2 separate regions of the Mus musculus genome follow, and region 1 is linked to region 2. The links are chromatin contacts, called in public HiCAR-type maps. All regions are on one chromosome and are shown on one strand. The core of a region is the stretch at or near the end of the contact, and the rest is flanking DNA. Distances in the headings are between cores, read along the strand shown. Region 1 overlaps Hs3st3b1 (heparan sulfate (glucosamine) 3-O-sulfotransferase 3B1). Region 2 overlaps Gm40016 (a long non-coding RNA gene).

Region 1 (3,155 bases), core at 606-3,105, 440 kb after region 2:
ACAGTCACTCAATACTTAGAGATTTCGTTAAATTGGTATCGTTTCTGAAGCATTGAAATAAAGTTGTGATGTGAGTCTCTTCACTTCCAATCGGCATGACCCCTTGGCTATATTCCCAAATTCTCAGGCCTTGGATTCCACATCTGTTAAGTTAGCCTGAGGAAGGAGCTAAATGGTTCTGCCCCTTCGGTTCCACAATACTGACCAAAACCTCAAGGCCCAGGCCAGGAAACTGTGATGACCCACCAGCTGTAGCATTTCCCAGAAGCCTCTGACAATTCAGTCACAGGGCAGAAGAACCAAGGTTTCTAGGAAGACTGTGTTCCACATCCCTTCCAAAGAAAAAAAAAACAGCTCCCTGGAATCTGTACAGTCAGGGGCAGGTCTCAGCAATGAGGAAGCTGCCATCCAATGTGGGAAAGTAAACCAAGTGTCTTTTTTTTTTTTTTTTTTTGAGCATTTGGTAAACTCATAAACACTAGTAGTGGAGTTGAAAATGTACTGCGATCTCGGGAGGGGGGGGATGAGTATGTGGGATGTGTCCCAGGGCAGAAAGCCCTTCCTAGGACACTAACAGTGGGGTATGGGAAATCCTAGCCAGCTTTCCATTGCTGTGACGAATTACCTGAGAGAAACCACTTCCAGGGAAGAAAGGGTCGTTTGGCTCATTATCCCAGAGGTTTTGTATCATGGTCCCTGGGCCCTTATTGCCTTTAGGCCTGTAGCAGGTCAGTGACAAAGGCAGGCACAGCCCCTGTAACTTAACTTCCCTCTACTGGGGTAAGCTACCGAAAGCCCTAGCAGCTGCCAACCAAGCAGGAGTGTTGGGGCAGCAGCAGGCAACTGGAGCTCCAGGCAGACACAGTGCACTAAGGCAGTAGAGTCCTCATCACAGGCTGTGCAGAGCAGTAGCAGGCATGCGCGCTAAAACCCACTGAAAGCCTGCCTGGCAACCCCAACTTCTCTGCTGTGTTTGCACCTGGTGATGCGGTAAGTCACAGTGAGTCAGGAGTGAGGGAACAGCAGTTCCTCCCTTGTCCCGTTCTGTAGGAAGACAGTTCGCAGCCGGGACTGGGAAAAGAAGCGGGGATGGGAGTTAGCCTGTGTGAGCTGGGACTGCAGGCTAGAGAGCGAGAAGTGTAAGCGGAACCAAGATCAACCGAGATAGCTTCTCCTTTATGGCACACTCCTCCTTCTTCCCAGGGGACTCCATTTGGTAGAGGAGGACCATGCTATCAGTTGTCAGTGTGGGCCTTCATCTGGGTCTTCTCACTTCCTCAGAGGCCTGGAGCCCACCAACACTGAGCCCCTTCAAAGGGCCACATCTCCATAAGTAACTGTCTCCCTTTGGGGAGATGTTTGCATATCAAAGCACTCCTTTGGGAGAGTTTAAACTAATTTCAAATGAAACTGTAAATAGTCTAGATTTCAGGTCTGGCGGAAGTGATGTCACGATTCTTAAAGAGTTCATGGGTCCTTTCGGTCCTTTCTCTTTTCATTCTTTCTTTCTTTCTTTTTCTTTTTTAAGGTAATGGGTTGGAAAGAAGAGACATGACAAAGGCTGCCTCCCCCGTCCTGGCCCCAACCGCTGCCCAAGGATTTGGCCTCCATTGTCCTGGAGTTTCAATGCTGCTCTGAAAATAAAAGCTTTTCAATGCTGGGAGGTGGGGAGCGAATGAGCATCTCACTGCCCAGGCAGCTGGAGCCCCCTCTCCTCCAGGCCTTTGCCTGGGTCTTAGGCCCGGCTCACAAAGGGGGTGGTTCCTGTTCCGGGAAGGGGCTGGGCCTTGGGGGGTGGGGGGAGTGAAAAGCTAATGGGCTTTTGTGTTCCAGCTCCAAGCTCCCTGCTTCTGTTTACTGCGCCTCACCGAGGCCTGAGAAGGACAAATCTTGCGAAATTTGAGGGATCTGTGCCCCCGGTTCCTGGAAAAGAAAAGAAACCTTAAAATCATTAGAAAGGCAGAAGTTTTTCTGGCAGGCAGACTTTGTAGAAAGCAGAAGCAAAAGCAAAAAAGGAGGCCCAGACAGTGGGGAGGGCAGCTGGAGTTCCAGAAAGAACTGAATGGTCCAGAATCCTACTTGTAGAGTCCCACCACAAGATGATTGGTCCCAAGAGTCAGGAGTGCAGATCCAGCCCTGTGCCTTCACCTTCATACTGGATCCAGGCTTAGGCAGTTTACTCTGTGTGTGTGTGTGTGTGTGTGTGTGTGTGTGTGTGTGTGTGTATACAGACTCACTCAAGAGCCAATGGAAAATGACGAGTAAGACCCCACCCCATCTGTCTCCAAAAATTCAGGGAGGGTCAAAAAGCCATTCTCTACACAGTGGCCCACTAGCCTAAGAAAGCCTGGACTTCTGTTCCCATCCTGCCTTGCATCAGACTGGGACCTTGAACCAACCATACCAAGCCTTGGACTCAGTTTTTCCAATGAATACAAATAAATGCATTTGAACCAGTGAAACCACTCAGAAGGTGAAAGCATTTGCTCCCAAACTCCATGACCTGAGTTTGGTTCCCAGAGCGGAAGGTAGAAGGAGAGAACTGAGTCCCAGAAGTTGTCCTCACAACAACACAAGCAGGAACATGCGGGCACCTACACATAAGCAACAACAACAACAACAACAATACACTAACTTTTTAATAGAGTTAACAGATCAGCTTACAGGTTGTGTAAAGCAACCCTTACAATTACCTTCCCCTGTAGCCAGCATTAAGTTGGACAGAGCCACTGGAAGATAAGTAGGAACCATCCGCACTTGATGGTGAACACTTACAAGATGCTCCTCAGGGGCAGAGCACAGACCTCAGGATACGTAATCAGGGCGAGTCCAGTGTCAAATATGCCTTAACCTAGGCACCTGACTGTAAGCTGTTTGGTTGAAGTACAAAGAGAAGTGGTCCAGATCTTGCGGGATATTTTTTTTTTCACTTCTGTGAAACAGAAATGTTTGTCCTTCCATTTACTTAACTTACTTCCTTCCTTTCTCCTTTCCCTCCTCCTCCTCCTCCTCCTCCTCCTCCTCCTCCTCCTCCTCCTCCTCCTCCAACATAGTTTGAAAGTGAATGAGCTTTGAAAAGCAACAGAAGTCTTTCAAGGATGGGAGAGGTTGGTCTGTCTGCTCTCATTCCTTCTGCTGATTCCTAGCTCCGGGGT
Region 2 (3,190 bases), core at 312-2,811:
ATCAGTGGAATGTCTCTTTTCATCTTTGTTCTCTAAATCTACTTTTTATTTGCCTGCATAAAGGGAAGAGAGTCCCTTTAATGTTGTGTGGATAAAAGCCACAAGAAAGAGATAAAGCATGAAACAAGTGCTGGGCCCTTAGGGGTAACAGAGCAAGGAGTCCGGGATGCCCTGTCACCAAAGAAAGGCACTTTGCTAGTTTAGACAATTATAGACAAGACAACTGGTTTAATTTGCATTAATTGAGGACTGCGACTGTCGCACTGGTTTCAGCAGTGACAGATTAAGAATGATGTATGTGACAACCCACAGTCAAACACGTGATTGTATTTTGATGGGAAAACAAACAGCTTGGATGTTGTTTTAAAGCTATTTGCTTTGGGTCCTCGAAGTTGACTAGAATTTTCAAGCAGGCCTAATGCAGACTCTCTTCTCATCTTCTTGCTGTCTCTGGATTCCTTCTCTGGGTGGAGCATGGGATGTTGTGATGGCAGCTCCACCACTGTCCTGCTGCAGGGCAAAGCCGGACTGGGGCATAGTCCCACCAGCTGACTTTCTGTTTGTATTTATTCCATTAGTCCAGCTGACAATGCTCAAGGATAATTCTTCATATTGAAAGAATAGCCCTTCTTTCTTGTTCTGTTGGTTTTTTTGGTTTTAAATTAGAGCATACTCTACTTTTATTTGTTTATTTTTATTAGTTTAAATCTGTGAGGGGTACACCACCACCCGGGTTCTGTGTCTTTGCAGGCCTTTGCAGGAAGGCTTCTTCAGAATTTGGCATAAATCCTGTTACTGTTTCCAACCGGTTCAGTGGAGAAAGCCTTCCCTTTATTTCCATGAACCCCGAGAGAAGCACAGGAAGGTTAGGGATAATCGTTGAGGCTTCCCCTTACAAAGCTTGCAACATCTACCCATTGCACGGGTAGGCAAATAAAAACTTGTCGAGGCCTGGAAAGTTCTGATAGTTGCTGATGATAAAACTCGAGAGAATTCTCTAGCACCCTGGTAATGAGCTGAAGCCCAAGGCTAATAGCGTTTCCCTTTCGTTGGGAATTATGGGGAAGCTATCGTGACATTTGTATTACCCCAGAGAGATCTTCCACTAGAAAGCTGAGCTTTGAAGTAGTATTGGATTTGCTCCATTGAGTCTGAAAGGTTTGCCACTGGTTTTCGGGAGACTCACCCCAGCCAAAGCCAGGCCTCTGGGAGGCTTTATTCCTAGGCTCAAGTAAACAAACAGCCTCAAATGGCTGAGGCCACAAACAAAAGTCAAGGGGTGGGGGTGGGGTGGGGTCCGGGGCCACGGAGACATTCCCACATTCCAGTCTTTCCAGCTCTGGGGTCCTGTGTTCAGAGCATGAACCCTCCAGCCCTCGGCTCCCATCAGTATGCCTCTTTAAGTGGTGAGATTGTTGCTGGATAATTCTAAATGACCAACACACGCTAACAAAGCCGATGTGGGCAGAGGAGATAGAAAATGGGTGGTTGGGGCAGATCCACGAGGGCTCATTAATCTTCAGTAAATTAAAGCTCATCACCGCTCCGCCCCTCGACAGCTCTTTGTCTTGCTAATTCACATTAGGCCAAGCCTGGCTTCACGCTTTCAGGCTTTTCAGAGGTGAGGGCCTGTACAAAGCTGCAGATGTGGAAACCCGGAGAGACCTTTGCTCCGAACGCTGCCTGTTAACATTAGCGCGCTCCCTAGGCCCACAGAAGAACGTTACTGTGATTCTCTGGCTTCAGAAGACTTCCCAGGAAGCAACTTGGGAGTTTAAAGCAGCAGGAAGAGAGGTGGGGAAGATGCAGAGGTGCCAAGGCCCACCTCCGCTGCAAAAACTCAAAACAAAAGTAACATTAAACAATGCGTGGTTTTGTTCCTCAACACAGAAATGTAGCAATCCCCAGTGTTACAAAGATGGGGGAAATACAATCTTATCATATAGCTAGAACAGACATTTCTGACAGAAGTCTGGCTAAATAGCGATTGAAAATATGTATATTCTGTAACCCAGCTACTCCACTGTTGGAATTATTCTGCTGATGGAACGTTGTATAGATCCACAAATATATGTACTAGCATAGGTACTGAAAACCATCGTGACAGGAAAGAGGGGAGGAGTAATGTTTATGTGCATAAAAATAATACCTGTAAAGTTCAGAATTTCTGTAAAACAAAATGAAGCCCATCTTGGGACAGTTTGTAAAGCTATCCAGAAAGTAAGGCTGAAGTACTAGAGATTCCTTTGTAGCCAACATCCTGATGTGTTTTATAAAACCAAAGATATGTTTTGTGGAGCACGGTACGGTGTGGTGGGAGGGGGTTGACTCAGCAGGCCCATCCTGAGGCATCCCTCTGCAGTGGTAACAGCCAACAAAGAAGGGTGTAGTATAGAATAGAGTTTACTTAGGAACATGGGAAGGAGTGTTGAGAAGGAAGTAGAGGCAGAGATGGGACAGAGATGGGGACACACACATACACACAGAGAGAGAGAGAGACAGAGAGAGAGAGAGAGAGAGAGAGAGAGAGAGACAGAGAGAGAGAGAGGCAGAGAGAGAGAGAGAGAGAGAGAGAGGCAGAGAGAGAGAGAGAGAGAGAGAGAGAGAGAGAGAGAGAGAGAGAGAGAGAGAGAGAGAGAGAGAGACTGAATAGTCCTTTTATATGTGAGCCAGGCTGGTACCTGGTTGTTGCTAGGTAACTGCTGGGCGGAGCCTAGAGAAAATGTAAACAGATCATGCCCTTCAAATACCATAGTTATGCAAAACCCTTACCAAGGACAGTTTTCATAGACTCAGCCCCATCTAGTGCCCTGGCTGTGGAATGTGGGTGGGGGATGGGGAGGAGGCTTGTGGAGATGGCACCTGCTCTATTTCACCTATTAATGACAATCTGCCTATCAATCCACTTGCTCTGGCTTCCGCCAACAGATGCCCAGGGCGTCAGTGTGCATCCTGTCTAGCACAGGCTACTTCTGCCTATTAATATTTTGTTCTAGGCTTGTGAGCACAAGTCACCCACTGCTCCTTTCCCTGTTTATCTCTTCACATACAAGTGAACACACACAACCTGACATGGAACTCTGTAGGACATTAACCTACACTCGATCCCCTGTGTCCTTACAGTTTGGACAAGGAACATATTTTACACATCAAAGCAGACCTAGCCTCCAGGTTTCCCAGCATCCCTCAA

Evidence for each region. HiCAR-type assays count read pairs that join an accessible place to other places.
Region 1: a HiCAR-type map of embryonic stem cells shows a contact between it and region 2, with 3 times the contacts expected there. The contact joins two enhancer-like sites. A contact is called at or near these places in 1 of 484 Hi-C or Micro-C datasets (embryonic stem cells), 6 of 115 datasets of contacts at active chromatin or transcription factors (differentiating embryonic stem cells, embryonic stem cells and epiblast stem cells) and 1 of 9 other capture datasets (embryonic stem cells).

The regions. Positions count from the first base shown.
Region 1 is chr11:63,896,941-63,900,095 of GRCm38.p6, forward strand. The region is part of intron 1 of Hs3st3b1 (heparan sulfate (glucosamine) 3-O-sulfotransferase 3B1); the gene reads right to left. Among named protein-coding and RNA genes, the nearest start is that of Hs3st3b1, 24 kb to the right of the region's middle. Within about 2 kb of position 1,856, at least 62 of the 459 cell types and tissues checked have an H3K27ac peak or open chromatin away from gene starts, as enhancers often do. A contact at or near this core is called in differentiating embryonic stem cells and embryonic stem cells, where this site is marked.
Region 2 is chr11:63,453,775-63,456,964 of GRCm38.p6, forward strand. All of the region lies in intron 2 of Gm40016 (a long non-coding RNA gene), which reads right to left. Among named protein-coding and RNA genes, the nearest start is that of Gm40016, 8.7 kb to the right of the region's middle. Within about 2 kb of position 1,562, at least 44 of the 459 cell types and tissues checked have an H3K27ac peak or open chromatin away from gene starts, as enhancers often do. A contact at or near this core is called in differentiating embryonic stem cells and embryonic stem cells, where this site is marked.